2 separate regions of the Gadus morhua genome follow, and region 2 is linked to region 1. Evidence: chromatin contacts called from public Hi-C data. All regions are on one chromosome and are shown on one strand. Each heading gives the region's core, a stretch centred on a gene start, on an enhancer-like site or on the middle of the called end of the contact. The rest is flanking DNA. Distances are from core to core; before and after follow the strand shown.

Region 1 (7,601 bases), core at 2,684-5,183:
ACTGGAGCAGCACATTGATTTCATTTCATTTGTTTTGAGTGTATTAGAGCCGGAAGAGGGAGTGAGCGACGCAGAGAGACATGTGATCGACATGGGGAGGCCACGCTGGGATTGGCTGTTTCGCCTCTTTGGCTGAAGCAACACTAGTGCCACTCTGTCCTGTAGTCATACCCCCAGGACCCCCCACCTGTAGTCAGACCCAGGACAGCCACCTGTAGTCCACCTCCCAGGACCCCCCCCCCCCGCCGTCTGTAGTTAGACTCCCACAGCCCTAGCTTCATCTCTCCTCCTCTATGTCTCTGTGTCTCTCTCTCTCTCACTCTTTCACTCCCTCTCTTCTTCTCATCTCTCTGTCTCTCTCTCACTCCCCTCTCTCTCTCTCCCTCTCTCCTTCTCTACTATGTCTCTCTCTTCTCTCTTCTCTCTCTATGTCTCTCACTCTCTCTCCTTCTCTACTATGTCTCTCTCTCTCTCTCTCTTCTCTCTCTCTCTCTCCATGTCTCTCTCTCTCTCTCTTCTCTTTCTCTCTCTCTCCTTCTCTTCTATGTCTCTCTTCTCTCTCTCTGCTCTCTCTCTCTCTCTCTCTCTCTCTCTCTCTCCACTCTATTCCTTCTCTACTATGTCTCTCTCTCTCCCTCTCTGCTTCTCTACTATGTCTCTCTTTCTCTTCTCTCTATCCCTCTCTCTCTCTCTCTCTCTCTCTTTCTCTCTCTCCTCCTCTCTCTCTCTATCCCTCTCCTTCTCTACTATGTCTCTCTCTCCCTCTCTCTCTCTCTCTCTCTCTCCTCCTCCTCTCTGTCTCTCTCTCTCTCTCTCCCTCTCTCCCTCTCTCCTTTCTCTACTATCTCTCTCTCTCTCTCTCTCTCTCTCCTCCTCTCTATGTCTCTCTCTCTCTCTCTCTCTGTCTCTCTCTCTCTCTCTACATGTCTCTCTCTCCATCTCTCTCTACAGCTCTATCTACATGTCTCTCTCTCTCTCTCTCTCTCTCTCTCTCTCTCTCTCTCTCTCTCTCTCTCTCTCTCTCTCTCTCCTCCTGTCTGGTCTCTCTCTCTGTGTAGCAGCAGCAGTCCATCTCAGGGGCCCCTGTCCGCGCTGGTATGCGGCAGGAATCTTGGATCAAGGTGATTTCACGCTCTCCACGTTTTCCCAGGGCTGCTGTCCCCCGTCCCTCGGGGAGGCGGGAAGCGGCCAGCATGTGTTGCAGTCGACACATGGCGCTACGGGTGGCTAGCCTAGCGCACGGAAAGGGACAGAAGGGAAGCTCAAACCCCCCCCCCCCGACCCTCACCCTCACCCCGTCCAGACCCCCGGTGATCGGTGTGTGTGTGTGTGTGTGTGCTGGTTGTGCTGTGTGCGTTGCGTGCGTGCGGGCGGTGCGTGCGTGCGTGCAGTGCGTGCGTGCGTGCGTGCGTGCTGTGCGTGCGTGCGTGCGTGTCGTGGTGGTGTGTGGTGTGTGTGTGGGGGGGTCGAATCGTATTTCCGGTCGAAAACCTTTTTGCGTTGCCAACTTCTTGGCCATGCAGCGTTGAGTGTGGGAGTCTCTCTGAACCGACCCAGAGCCCCACTGGTCCCCAGCAGCTTCGGCCAGTAGGGACCAGTTGGCTCCCAGCTCAGTTCTTTGGCAGTTTGTGTGTGAAACACAGGATCCCTACGACCACTCTCCAAACCTCTCAAAGATGTGTCGTCAATTAGTTCATGAGCCTATTCTAAGTCATGCAGTCACCCACATGATCTCAGATGTACGTCAGTCCCAAGTGGGGTCTTGACCCAATGATCTAATGAGTGAGTGAGAGACGGACGGACAGACATACAGACAAACAGAAACAGGTTCTCCCCTAAGAAACCCTTAAACTGGTCCAGTCAGCTTCGACTCTGAAGGAACAAGGAAAAAGGTTTTTTCTCGGGGTAAACACCAAAGCCAATCAGAAAGTGTTAATGTAAACAGGACTTTCATGTTCCAGATGCATGGCCTGACTTCATTGTTGGAGTCATTTCCTTAAGTGCATAAACCAGAACCACGTGCTGCTATCTATAATTACCATCAAATACCTGTGTGAATAGCTGGGGGTGGATCGGAGCATTAGCATTTAACGACTTTGCTTAATGCATGTCTTGACACATGTCGATCTGAAGAATGAAGCTCGCCACAAATAGTGACACAAAGAAAGCCTCACCGGACAGGATGAACCCGGGAGGGGGGGTATCAGAGAGAGGGGACCCCTTAATTAACCTCTGAACTGTAGCCGGGGTCCCCAAAACGTGGATGCCGTGTGGAGGCTCTTGTGACCACAGGACCCCACAATGTGCTGATGAGTAAAATGACATCACCAACAATTCTCATCTCCACACAATACACGATTAACATTATCCTGTCGATTGTTCTTCCACATACAGTATTCTCCTGTTCAATCCCTCTTTGATCAAAATAATGTGGCGTCACATGGACGGCTTGGCGAATCACAAAGACGTTTTAATCACAACTTAAGAGCGAGTGAGATCATGATGAGTGGAGCCGTCTTAACAAAAGAACAAACGCAGAGCTGGAACCTCCACGACGGTCCAAGGTCTCCCCCCCCCCCCCCAGACCACAGGAGTAAACGGGACATTGAACAATCAAAGTCAAAGCCATTAAAAAAGCCCGGACCGCCACCCTTCCGTCCGTGAGGATGAGGGAAGCGAGGGTCCCAGCGGCGGCAGTGGGAGTGGAGCTACAGAGCGACAGCGGACGCCTCTTCCTTTAGGGTCTGTTGTGTACCAGAGTGAAGGTCACCAAGCAACGAGATGAACGAGGACAAAGGGAGGAGAGAGAGAGGGAAGGAATAGAGAGGAGAAAGGAGGAGAGAGAGAGGGAAGTGATGCAAGAGAGGGAAGGAGGAGAGAGAGGGAAGGAATAGAGAGAAGGAAGGAGGAGAGAGAGGGAAGGAGGAGAGAGGGAAGGAGGAGAGAGGGAAGGAGGAGAGAGGGAAGGAGGAGAGAGGGAAGGAGGAGAGAGGAAGGAGGAGAGAGGGAAGGAGGAGAGAGGGAAGGAGTTGAAAGAGGGAAGGAGGAGAGAGGGAAGGAGGAGAGAGGGAAGGAGGAGAGAGGGAAGGAGGAGAGAGGGAAGGAGGAGAGAGGGAAGGAGGAGAGAGGGAAGGCAAGCGTAACGTATATGGGATTTCTGTGATGCTCTCGTTTTGGTGAACTGCAATTGTTGGGGACAGGATAGTCTACTGGCTAGGCAGGTGTTAAACTAGCTGAAAGGACCGGGGTTCAATCCCCAAATGTTAACGGCCTTACCTATATGCAGGCTATAGCAAGACACCCCTAACCCCCTGGACGTCGTCTGCGCTCAAAGCGTCGATGATACGTGCATCAGCTACGTGACTGAATGGTGCGGACAACAGGAGCACGACGGCACCGTCAGCATCCTGGAAAGAACCACAAACACCGAGGAGGAGGAGGGGTCCTCTAGGAGGACGGGGAGAGCCATCACAGGACATCCTTCATGGAACATCCCCCCCCCTCCCCCCCCCCCCTCCGACCCCAGAGGAAGGAGCCAGGGACAGGGGAAGCACACCATGAGTGGACTGAATGTCTAACGAGCCACGGAGCCTTTACCGGGGGCCCTGACCTCAACCCCCCCCCCCCATCTTCTGTAATACAATAACACAACTGTGAGGAGACCGGTAGGCCTACAGCTCACACCTGTTTGTCTCCGTTGATAAGACCGCACCCAACATTACAAAGACCTTCAGAGATAACTCTTAACTTATGTCAGAAATATAGGCTCCTGAATAACTGCTGCAGGTTAATACAGTTGTCAAGAGAGAACAGAAAAAGCAGAAGAGAAGATTTAGGAAAGAAATCAACCAGAGAGAGACATCTCCTTCCTCTCTGCTCCTCCCTTGTTCTCTCCACCAGTGACGAGAGTCTCTGACACCTGTGGTCGACAGACGAGATCGATTTCCCTGATCTATACGCTAAAACTGTCTCGTACAGTGACAGGTCGACTCCACAAAGATATTCTCACCGTGCCTCAAACCAGCAGGCTGAGGGTACTGCCTTAGTCTAACCTTTAACAGCTTTAAGGCTCAATGACATATTTACTGGCTGATGTTTGTATCAACTGTGTTGCTCTGCAGGTTTCTGGGAGATTGATGTGCACTTTGTACACGCTTCTCCACTAATAGCCTTGGCTTGGAAGAGGTTTATTGGCTGTGATCCTGTATCACTACATGAATGATCTGAGCTGCTCTTTTCCCCTTACCTTCAGGCACTTTGGAGATCAGCTTAAACTACACCAACAGTCGTTTCCTTGTATAATTTCATGCTTCAAAGTGTGTAAGATAGCAAAGGAAAAAAGCTTTTCATGTGTTCAAAGGTTTTCTTCTTTATGCGCAGTGACTTGTTCAGCATGCCTGCTATCATGAGCGTTGTGCTGCTCGTGATCATTTGAAAGGCATCGTTTTGGTGAAGGGCACGAAACATATCGATGTTTATTAATGATATCTGAGTGAATATGATGGTCGGTACTGGTGACGTGTTTTCTTTGGTGGTCAAATACAAAACCCGTACATAAAACGTAAACAAGCATATTATATGAGCCATAATAGCCAACGCCGCTGCAGGCCGTTCATTGGTCCGCAGCCTCGACCCAATCGGCGATGACGTTAGGTATCCTGGCGTTACGGCTGATTGGTCGACCCTCCTTCTCTGAGTAGCAGCTCAGTGAGCAGCGCAGAGGAGACGAGAGGCGGAGGAGGAGACATCAGCGCTGCGTTCTCCCCATGCTCCGTCCCGGGCCGCTGTCCTCGTGCTCTCTCTGTCCCCGAGGCCTGTCTGTATAAGTGTGTGTGTGTCATATTTATTTCGTTTGCTTATTATTATTAGCATTATTATTATTATTATTGAGCCAGACAAAGAGCGATGGACCACCTTCTCTGCCTCGAGTCGGACAAAGTGGTGCGGGCCCCGCCGGACCCCAACATCTTCTACGATGACCCGGGTCCTGCAAAGCCTGCTGATGGTGGAGGAACGCTTCCTCCCGCAGTCCTCCTACTTCCAGGTCGTGCCGGAGGACATCAAGCCCTACATGAGGAGGAATGGTGGCCGACTGGATGCACGAGGTGGGTCTGCTGCTGGGCTCAATGGTTGTTGTTTCAGGAATTAGAACCACCGCGAACTGCTGGCGACCTGTTGAAGCATTCTGCACGTCCTCCCAACCTGAGTCTATAACATGTAGGGGAGCGGTGATGTTAAGGCTGGTCTGGAGCTGTTAAGGCTGGTCTGGAGATGTTAAGGCTGGACTTGAGATGTTAAGGTGGAATGGAGAGACTCATCACTGGCGTGGGAGACAAGGAAATTCCACCACGACACGAATGCATTGAGTCGTGGGGTGTTTGCACAAAGTTCACAGTAAACCGGTTGGAATTGTCCTCGAGCCGTAATCACTTAAACACGAAGAGATTAGGCTTAATTTACATGAAATCAGCGCACATATCCGGGGTTTTAATGAATTATTATGAATTCCTGAAAAGCAGCAACATGCATGGCAGAAACTGGTGCCTGTAGTTCAGAACTTCATGCAAAAACCCGTCGCGTCCCTAAAGTGCTTAAACCTTAAAGTATGTGCTGGTAGTTTATTTTTGTTTATTTGCATTTAGTTCAAACTAGTATTTAGCAGCGTTGAGTCCTCAAAGGTGGTGGAGGAGGAGTGCGGGGGTGGTGTTGCACCACTTCCTACATGGTAGCTCATTGCATGTTTTTTAGTTCAAAGTCTTGACCGAAAATAAAGTCAACGTTTAGTCTAGTACCAGCCAGACCCAAGCAGACCGTACCCGGGGGGTCCAGACCTATTGGGTCTAAGTCCCGGGCCTGAACTAGACCTATTGGGTCTAAGTCCCGGGCCTGAACTAGACCTATTGGGTCTAAGTCCCGGGCCTGAACTAGACCTATTGGGTCTAAGTCCCGGGCCTGAACTAGACCTATTAGGTCTAAGTCCCGGGCCTGAACTAGGACCTAGTGGGTCTAGACCCGGGCCTGATCCACAGACCTAGTGGGGTCTAGGTCCCAAACCTAATGCGTCTGGTCCCAGTCTGGTGGGCCCACGCCTAGTGGACCTAGGTCCCAGACCTGATCCAGGCTTTGGACCTAGGCCTAGGGCCTAGTGGACCTAGGTCCTGGGCCTAGTGGGCCTAGGTCCCAGACTTGGTGGGTTTAGGTCCAGACTGGTATTCCTGGTAAGTATAGGTCCAGGACCTGCTATGCCCGGTTGTGCAGGTCTTCTCTGTGGGTGTGGTCTCCTTATCATCTGGTTATAACTCTTGAATAATCTTTTTTCCTTACATGTTCAGGTGTGTGAAGAGGAGAGCTCCAACGAGGATGTGTTCCCCATGGCCATTCAGCTATCTGGACCGCTTCCTGGCCATTGAGCCCACCAAGAAGGGCTACCTGCAGCTGCTGGGCGCCGTCTGCCTCTTCATCGCCTCCAAGCTCAAGGACTGCCGGACGCTGTTGGCGGAGAAGCTCTGTGGCTACACGGACAACTCCATCAGCCCGCGGGAACTACTGGTGAGAAGCTAAACCCTCTCTCGAAAAGTCTCGTTCATCTGAGTGCTGAACGCCATATTAGGCTGTTTTAGATTCCCTCTAGAATGTTGGCCAGAACTGAACTGGAGCCACAGGAAATGTATTATTCTCTGTTCAGTTAATCACGTGTACAATGAGCAACATCCCTCCCCACTGCGCCCCGCTGTCTGACTGTAACGGTAACGCGGTGGCGCCGTCATTGCCCATGGTGGCCGTCAGGCAGAACAGCGTCTGGGTTTCCTAGTAGGTTATGAACGTTTTAAACTCTTTATGAGTTGCATTTTTGAATGCAAGCCTTTTGAACTCTGTCTTTGAGAGCAATTCAAAGATATGTGTTCTATTAGTTCTGTGGAAATCCTTGATTAATGTAAAGAAACAGTCGTTTAAAATAACCTTTTTATAGATTGAACCTCAAAGGCAACCCACTTAACTATTTACACAACACTCAGTAAATATTAGGTTTGAATGAAAAATTAACCTTGTATGTCTTGTGATGTTTTTGATTTTGAGATCTTTTTGAGAGATCTCTTGCCAATAAAATACTTGGTATTTGAACGTGTGTAATCAAAAACGTCAACCGCACATCGGTACCAGGGGAGTTCAACTAACCAGATAACTGAAGTCATCTCTGGGTAACGGAAAAGTACCAAACAGAAGGGCTGCCATCTTGGCTCTGTCATCCAGACGGGTTAATAGAAGCCGCCCTTCTTGTTCGGGGAACGGCGGGGCATTGTCTGCAGGCTTATGTGTACTAGTCATCGTCATCGTTATCATCAGTCAGTTTCTACCTCACTCACTCAGTCACTCAGGAGGACAGACAGCTGAGAAAGTAGTGACTTATCTGCTTCAGAGGAGGCATGTGAAGGACTACATGGTCCTCTCCATTCATCCTGTTCATTGAGAAACATCATGAAAGGGTGACACTATGTATATTTTTTGGTCTTTACTTGGTGGGTGCTGGCTAGGTGGTTGGCTAGCTAGTACTCTCTAGCCGATACCGATATCCGATATAAAAATTGCTGTTACGGCCGATA
Region 2 (7,601 bases), core at 3,465-5,964, 160 kb before region 1:
TTCCTCTTTCGGGGGGTTGGGGTCCCTCTGTGCCCCCACCCCTGCTGACCCAGGGTGCTGAGGACGGAGATGAAGCGAAATCTTAAGATGGTGCTCATTGTTTAGTACTTTTTGTTTTGCTCCCCCTCTTACCTCTCCTCCTGCTCCTCCAATCAAGATCCCTTTATCTCAATCACACCAGCAATAAAGACTTTGATGGGGAGAACAGAGAGGCAGATCTTTCAAGCCCCTTCAGATTAGGGCCCGACCGATTCATCGGCCTGCCGATTTAATCGGCCGATTATAGCCTTTTTGAAAATAATCAACATTGCCAAAAAGACGCCGATTACAACCGATTTTTCTTTTTTTTTTTTGAAATGTTATTGCGCTTAGTATCCTGCAGATTGCGCTCATACTCGCCTTGCTAACTAACAACTTTAGCTGGAGTAAAAAAGAGGAGATTGAATTTTACCGTACAACATGAAAGCACGCTCGCTCAGGCAGCGCGCTCACCTCACCAATGTACACAAGACGCGTTGTTTGAGCATGTTGTGCCTGTTTTTCTTTAGGTCCCAGGCCATGTTCATTTGTTATACTGTAGACTAAACGGTGAGACCATACTGCTCAGCACGCACGTGTTAGTCACTGCTCACGAGCGCAGCACATTGGGAGTTAGTTATTTATTTTACATTTTACATTACACTCATTTTTGACTGTAAATGTATTCTAAAACACTCAAAGGTTCTGCATTCAATTCACATATTCGTCAAAAGTGTTTAAAGTATATTAAAGGTATCAAAAACTACGTTTTATAGGCTTTTTTTTGTTTCGTTTTTAATCGGCCGATTAAATCGTAATTTTTCTCTAAAAATAATCGGCATCGGCACTCAAAAATCAATATCGGTCGGGCCCTACTTCAGATATTATCCATGGTCCATATGAGTGATTAACACTAGAGTGTCCCCAAATGGATCAATCAGTTGACCCTTAGTACAGAGCTTTGTGGAACCTCCCCCCTGGTGTGGATCCTCCCCCCTGGTGGACTATGGGTAATGTAGTTCACGGGCTGAAAGCACTGCCTCTAGTGAAATTAGAGTAGGAACATTTAAAGAGTCTCTTGAAATGTTGGCATTTGGCTGAACAACTTGCATGCTGTTCGGGTTAATTTATTACTTTTTGGTTTTATCTGTAATGTGGGGTTTTCTTAATGTTATTTTTTTATTGATTCTGAATGATGTATTTATTAATTTTAAGAGATTTTATTCTATTCTGAGCCGTCAGCCACGGGGTATTCTGCGGGTTTTAAAGGGTTCTGTTTATGTTTTGGTATCTAGGCCTACGCATAATTATTGTAAATGTGGTTTTGTTTTTACCTTCAGTCACAGCCACGTAGCGTCTTTCCTACCGAGTCGTCACCTTGACATCCATCCTTGGTTCCTTGACTTGACCCCTGGCTAGTTTCTCCCTAGTGGGTCCTTGTGGCTCCTCGTGATGTGAGTTCCTGTCCCCTTTGCAGCTAGACTTGTTGGCTTTGTGAGTCTACAAAATGTTTACGTTGTGCACTAGCTCAGAGTTCAGCTTCCTTTTTATTTAATGTTTTCTAGGGATGCACGGATACTTTAGTTTACACATTTTACGTATCATCCCGATTCCAGTACATCGATTTTAAGTGACCAATTAGCAGATAAACTTAGGGGCAGGAGGAGGTCATAACTATGTTAAGGCATTTTATTGATAATTCATGGAAAAAAAGCTAATTTTCTTTAATTGTTGAGATGTTTGATTATGGTTCTGAATATCCAATATTTTTATAAAAAGTATTCTCCGCTCATCCCTGTTACCGGTTCCAGTGTCGGTGGCCTCAATTCTTAATATTTATATTATTAACAGGTACCACTCTTTCTTTCCACAAAAAGTGAGCTCTGAGCAACCTTGGTCAGTCCAAAGCTGTCAGCGAAAGAAACCCGAGTGGGATGTACGATTAGTATTTAATTTCTCAGTGATTCCGTTGGTGCATGTGGTTGACGTGTGTGTGTATTTTGTTGCTGGAGATGCGCAGTTCGACACTCTCAGGGAATGGTGCCAAGAACACAACCAGCAGCCACGTCATGATGCAGACCAGTCCCTCTCCCCTGTAAACACCCTGCAAAGTCCCGCTTTTTTTTTTGGTTACTTTTTTAATGAAATATTTTGTGAAAGTTGACTCGCTGTGCTTTGCATTTACGGTTTCGAACTTTAGAATCGCGTCACCCGATTTGAAGTACTGGTCGTTTTTTAAAAACCCTTTTGGCGTAAAGACAAGATGAGATACGAACGTTGAAGACCACATCTTCATTAGTAGCTTTAAGACCACAAGTTCCCCCTCAGACCTGAACCGCTCTGCTCAGGTGGGCTCCACGCATTTGACCTGGTGAACCGCCTGGTCAGTTTGGCTCCACGCACGTGACCTGTGACCCGCCTGGTGCTTTGCTCGAGATGAAGGTTAAATCATGCATAGTGAAGAATGAAATCAAATCGTATCTTCTCAGTCCTTGTCTCGACTTTACACTACACGTAAAATGCATGTCAACTTATTTAAATGGCAAGAGCTAGCCCGCAGGCAGGGTTTTTTTTAAGGTAATTAATGTTCAGGACTTGGTCGCTGTTGGCTTTTAAACAGATCTAGTGTCCTTTGTGATCTGTGCTAATTCTTGCAATTGTTTTCATGATTTATGATTTTTTTGAAGTATAAAAAACACTGGCTAACTGTGACACTGATACGTAAAGCGTTGAATTTGTTTCTGCATTTCAAACAAAATGCCTGTAAATAAATTTTGGAAATAATTTTGCCATGTTCTGTGAAGGTGCCTTCAGTTAACCGTGAATTCCGCTTCTTAGAGTCCTATAAGTAGAAGCCAGGACAACATGGTGAGAATACATGAGGAATCTTTATTATGTACAACAAAGCTTTCGTCTGTCTGGATGACATCTAGCTGGACAGACGAACCCTGGGATCTGGAGAAAGAACAAAGGATCAAACATGAAACTTTTATAGAAAACACTATGGTGGGAGTATTTACTACTGAAATGGGCGGGTTTCTATAACCTTTCAACTCTGGTAATTAAAATGTTATTAAGTCATTCTAGCCCTTGATAGCCAAACTACTACGAGTGCAGCTGGAGCAGTAATGTCCGCTTTGTTATGCTAATGTTTATTACGGCTAGTACAGGCCTACCAAGAACCAACAAAATGTTAACAACGTAACAAGTAGCATAGCCAGACAATGGACCAGGCCAACGTCCCTAGAATACAAGCGCACCGCTGTCCCACCCTTTGTCACTACACGACCCACCAGCCAACAAGGGGAATAGCTGAAGGCATCGCCTTGCATCCGTAACCACGGTGCCCTCTTTGACCCTCTCCCTCAACCTCCACGTCAATCCAACGCAATGTCATCCACTTCAGAAATATCCCTCCAACACCGACCGAACCCCTCGTAGATGTTTTATTAGAAACTACTTTATGGTTGGATTACTTCTTATCCTTTTGTATTGTGGGGGGAACTTCACACATTATTTGATGCATGAGGTAAGGTTACAATAAGCTCTTCAATGGTTAAGGCAATGAATCATTTGAGAACCAACATGCGAGTGCAGCCACAAGGGACCGCTGGTTTTCTGTGTTTCCCAACCTGTCGGAGTGCCATCTCTCAGAACTATTCCTCATCGTCTGCTGGGATGCCAAGCTCCTCGTCAGTCCACTGGGACGCGTCCGGCCACGCAAAGTGACCCTGGAGGACAAGGTCAGAGGTCAGTGATGTCACAGATTGAGAGGCAGGTAGGCGTTGGGCTAACTTAATAAAACCTATTAGACAGGACAATGGGGTTTAAACCCAGAACCCTTCAGCTGTGACTGGCTGCTGTCCTGAACGCACGCCTACCTATGATAGAACACAGCCACTGGATTTTAATACATTCACATCAATGCATTTACAATACTGTGTACTACTACTAAATTTACACCCGGTACTGTATGGCTTATCTGCTATAGGACTACTTGTTCTACAGAACAGGGTAAAGATGATGACTATCAGCTCGATGTAAAACCCCAGGTACTAGTAGTTCTACAGAACCATGAAGAGGTGTCCTGCTCACCAGAACGTCGTCTGAGCTGTGCCAGAAGTGCCAGAGCATCCAGAACCACATCGTACTGCTCAGAATCTCAGCCTGGAGCTTCTGGTTCTTAGTGACCTGGGGGTACTGCCGGTACTGCGGCACTATGTGGGGGCCCCCGCCGGCCCTAGAATAAAACAAACACCGTTAATATCGTAACACAAGATCCTCAAGACCAGTAAAGTGAATCAAACAGTTAATGTCATCTGGGTTCCCCTCGAGTGTACAGTGGCCAATCCTAATATATCTTTTGGTTCGGAGCTCCACTCAGTGTGCGATCTGAGGCCCTGGCTCCGGTCCTCACCTCCGGGAGAAGGTCTTCTGAGGGCCACTTCTCAGAGCGCTAGCCCCCGCCCGGAGGAGCCGCAAAGCGCTGCCAAGAGAAGACATGTTCTAACCTAAACGAAACCCTCCGTTTAGAATGGTTTGGTAAAATGAACTCCTAATGTCACCTTCCCTTGTCAACAGACGACCCCACTCACTAACATCGTCCACTGCAGTTGGAGGGCTGGAGCTGAGTAACGCCGACTGTGATTGGACAGTCCTACTCTAACGCTGATTGGCTGTGGGTTCCTGGATGAAATATGTGACGAATATATGTCAATTTATATTGAATCTTCTTTATTATATTACAGTCACTCTATTACTCATGGTTAACATAATTAAATAATCTGAATACAATTAAAAGCCCAGAATGGGGAACGTTTGAACAAGAATAACTGAGCTGGAATAACTGTTTTTGATTTGTCTGAGAAAAAAAAAGTACGTAATAAAAGGATCCATCTCAAAAATGTGTTAGCATTGTGAAACCCGATATCAACATGATGTTCTTTTCTGAAGATGAAACAATTAAAGGACAATAAAGTAACAATTTCACGCTTTGGATCTTATCTGAACGCAGTGTAATTGTGGATTAGCACCAGGCTATGACAGTGAGAGCCGCCGCGGCCACCAGGTGGGGCCAGAGCCGCTTCACGTTCAGGACACAAAGCATCGCGACATTGAATGCGCTCAGGTGACGTATTTTTAGGACGATAGCATCTGATAAGTCCCGGGGAGATTTTAGGCCTGAATGGATGTATTGCTTTAGAATCATCAAGAAGCGCCATGAGTCCTGCATGCATATAAAGAATGATCTCGTATTAAACACATAATATGTAAATCTGCATAGTTTATGGAGGTTTTGGTCCCTTCAGCAAAACAGTACTTTATGAAAACAATCCCTTTGTCGGGACTGCGCGCAATGCGCGCCCCTGCTGCCAAAAGATGAGCGGTGGCGCGAGAACAGAACTCCCTACTTGGGCGCCATCTTATTTTGAGTGCGCAACATTAAAACACGTCGAAAAACAACCACTCACTTCTCATTTCCAATAAATAAAGATTTAAATCCACGACCATGACTTCCTGGTTCGATGCCTAACTGCCCGACAAAAGTCTTTAGCAGAAGAACGGTTTGCTTCTGTGCTACGTGGCTGCCTAATGGCGTCTGAGCCAGCGGATCTCCGGTCGCGCCCCTCTCCCCTCGCAGCTCAGTTCCCGCCTCCAAATAAGCCCAATGATGTCATCTCAGGGCACCAGCTCTGAAACAATCACCCGCTCGGTGCGCTTCTACCTAGCCACTCGACGAGATTCAGGTCCCGCTGTTTATCCTCCTCTTTTAACCAACCTGACCACTCGAGTGACCTTCAGCCAAAACCGCCACTAGGCAACAGAAGTTAGAGTGAAATGTGTAAAACCGATCGTCGCCAATCCTTTTTTTGGGGGGGAAAGGGGCCTTAAATGGCCTGAAATGTCTCGATATGTCTCGATGCACCGTCGGAACTCCGTAACGTTTGAGATCGACGTTGTTGAGTAACAAGGGTTCGCCTGCATATCTACACACGCCGTCTAAATTGGTTAAAACAGAACGACTAACCGGAAGAGCGAGCCTCCCGACGTCCGGTGTGCGCGTGCGCGAGGGGCTGCGGTGTTCGCAGTGGGGGAGGGTCGATGAGAAAGACGGGCGAATTATCTCATAGAGTATCGTTGAATGCAAGGAAAGGCGAACAAAGTCACACTGAAACACAATGGACGAACATCTACCCGCACACAACACTTAGGTTTGTTATTGTCCTCATGTTCTGGTATAATACTATTAAACCCCAAACAGGTTTTTGTTGTTGTTTCTATTAAAAAAAGGATAATAGCTGTTTACAAGGAAACCGTTTGTGTGTTCTCCTATCTTTATTTCTTTGATTCGATACGGTCCACCTTATCTTCAAACAGGCTGGGTTCAGAAAGGAGAATGCTGCTCTTGTGTAAGGGTTATATAACAGCCCGCTCCTCCTACCGTCTGGAAGCCGACTCAGAGGCTCCTTTACACAAGGCAGGGTTCGCTTCATAAAATAATGTACTTCAACTAAACGACCTACAACTATTTCTATTAATCTAATCTTTTCGGTAATGAAGGGACAAATTAACAGGAATGTGTCGTGAGCAAAAATGTATATTTCTACAAGGTTACAATTTCAATAGCGCAAAATTATACTACCGTTATACTTTCAATGAAATGATTATAATTAGGACATTTTTACATGGAGGAGAGATGGTGGGGTTTTCCACTTTGAGGAGACATACAGAATGGGCGGTACCAACACATTAGGCATCCGAACCCAGCGGTTGCTTTCACATCACTGACATATTCTCAAACTTACAGCCCACACTCTAGCCTCCTCGACTCTACATACATTATTCATGGAGAAGTTATCTGAACAACGGGGTATAGGGTTTGGTAGCCTACTGTAATAAAGTTGTTATAGCAAAATTGTGTGTTTTTTACTGTATTTTCACAGAGGGAAGGAATGCGTTATTCGGGTAAATGGCTGTGATGACATTCACGATGACGCGCATCAAAAACCATGGACTATATAGCACTATTCATTATGCATATAAATATATATGTGTGTATATAAATAAATAAATATAAATGTGTATGCATGAATATACACATATATAACGTTATTCAACAAAACTGTCTGGTGTATCCTGTATTTACACAGAGGGCAATGATGCATTATCGAAATAAATATATGATGATATTCGCGTGGACGCGCATGATTCCAAACAGCCCCTGTAAAGTTGGCCTTGCAACCCCGCAGGACGTAGAGGCGGGGCCAGAGGTGAGCGGCGGGGAGGGGGGTCGCGCGGAGGAGGAGGAGGAGGCGGGGTCTCCACCAGTCCTGCCAGGCCGCCATTTTTGCACAGAGAGAGCAGGCTACAGAGGATCTGGTTTCCTACAGTCGCTAGGTAGGTAGGGCAGTTTTTAACGGTTCGGAACTGACCCGCGAGTCAACCGTTTGGACCCGCAGTCCCCCCCGCGGACCCAGAGGCGTGTGACGGGAGGAGAGCAGCGGGAAGGCGCCCCAGACCCCCGTTAGATAGCCGGGCTGAGGGTCGCAGTGTGTTGAGCAGCAGTCTTGTTTTGGTTCTGG

What was found. A called contact is a pair of places that touch in the nucleus more often than the background predicts.
Region 2: a contact with region 1 is called in a Hi-C map of gill, with 2.0 times the contacts expected there. The contact joins the promoter of ndufb2 here to the promoter of ccnd2b in region 1. A contact is called at or near these places in 2 of 6 Hi-C or Micro-C datasets (gill and spleen).

The regions. Positions count from the first base shown.
Region 1 is chr19:13,122,076-13,129,676 of gadMor3.0, reverse strand. ccnd2b (cyclin D2, b) reads left to right here and starts at 3,933. Exons shown (of 10, transcript XM_030342162.1): 1 at 3,933-4,980; 2 at 4,982-5,080; 3 at 5,082-5,105; 4 at 6,333-6,380; 5 at 6,382-6,549. The coding sequence starts at 4,906.
Region 2 is chr19:13,279,955-13,287,555 of gadMor3.0, reverse strand. It overlaps ndufb2 (NADH:ubiquinone oxidoreductase subunit B2), which reads right to left and starts at 4,714. Exons shown (of 4, transcript XM_030342188.1): 1 at 4,436-4,714; 2 at 4,114-4,258; 3 at 3,651-3,749; 4 at 2,888-2,973. The coding sequence starts at 4,521. The coding sequence ends at 3,675. kmt2e (lysine (K)-specific methyltransferase 2E) reads left to right here and starts at 7,285. Exons shown (of 24, transcript XM_030342077.1): 1 at 7,285-7,416.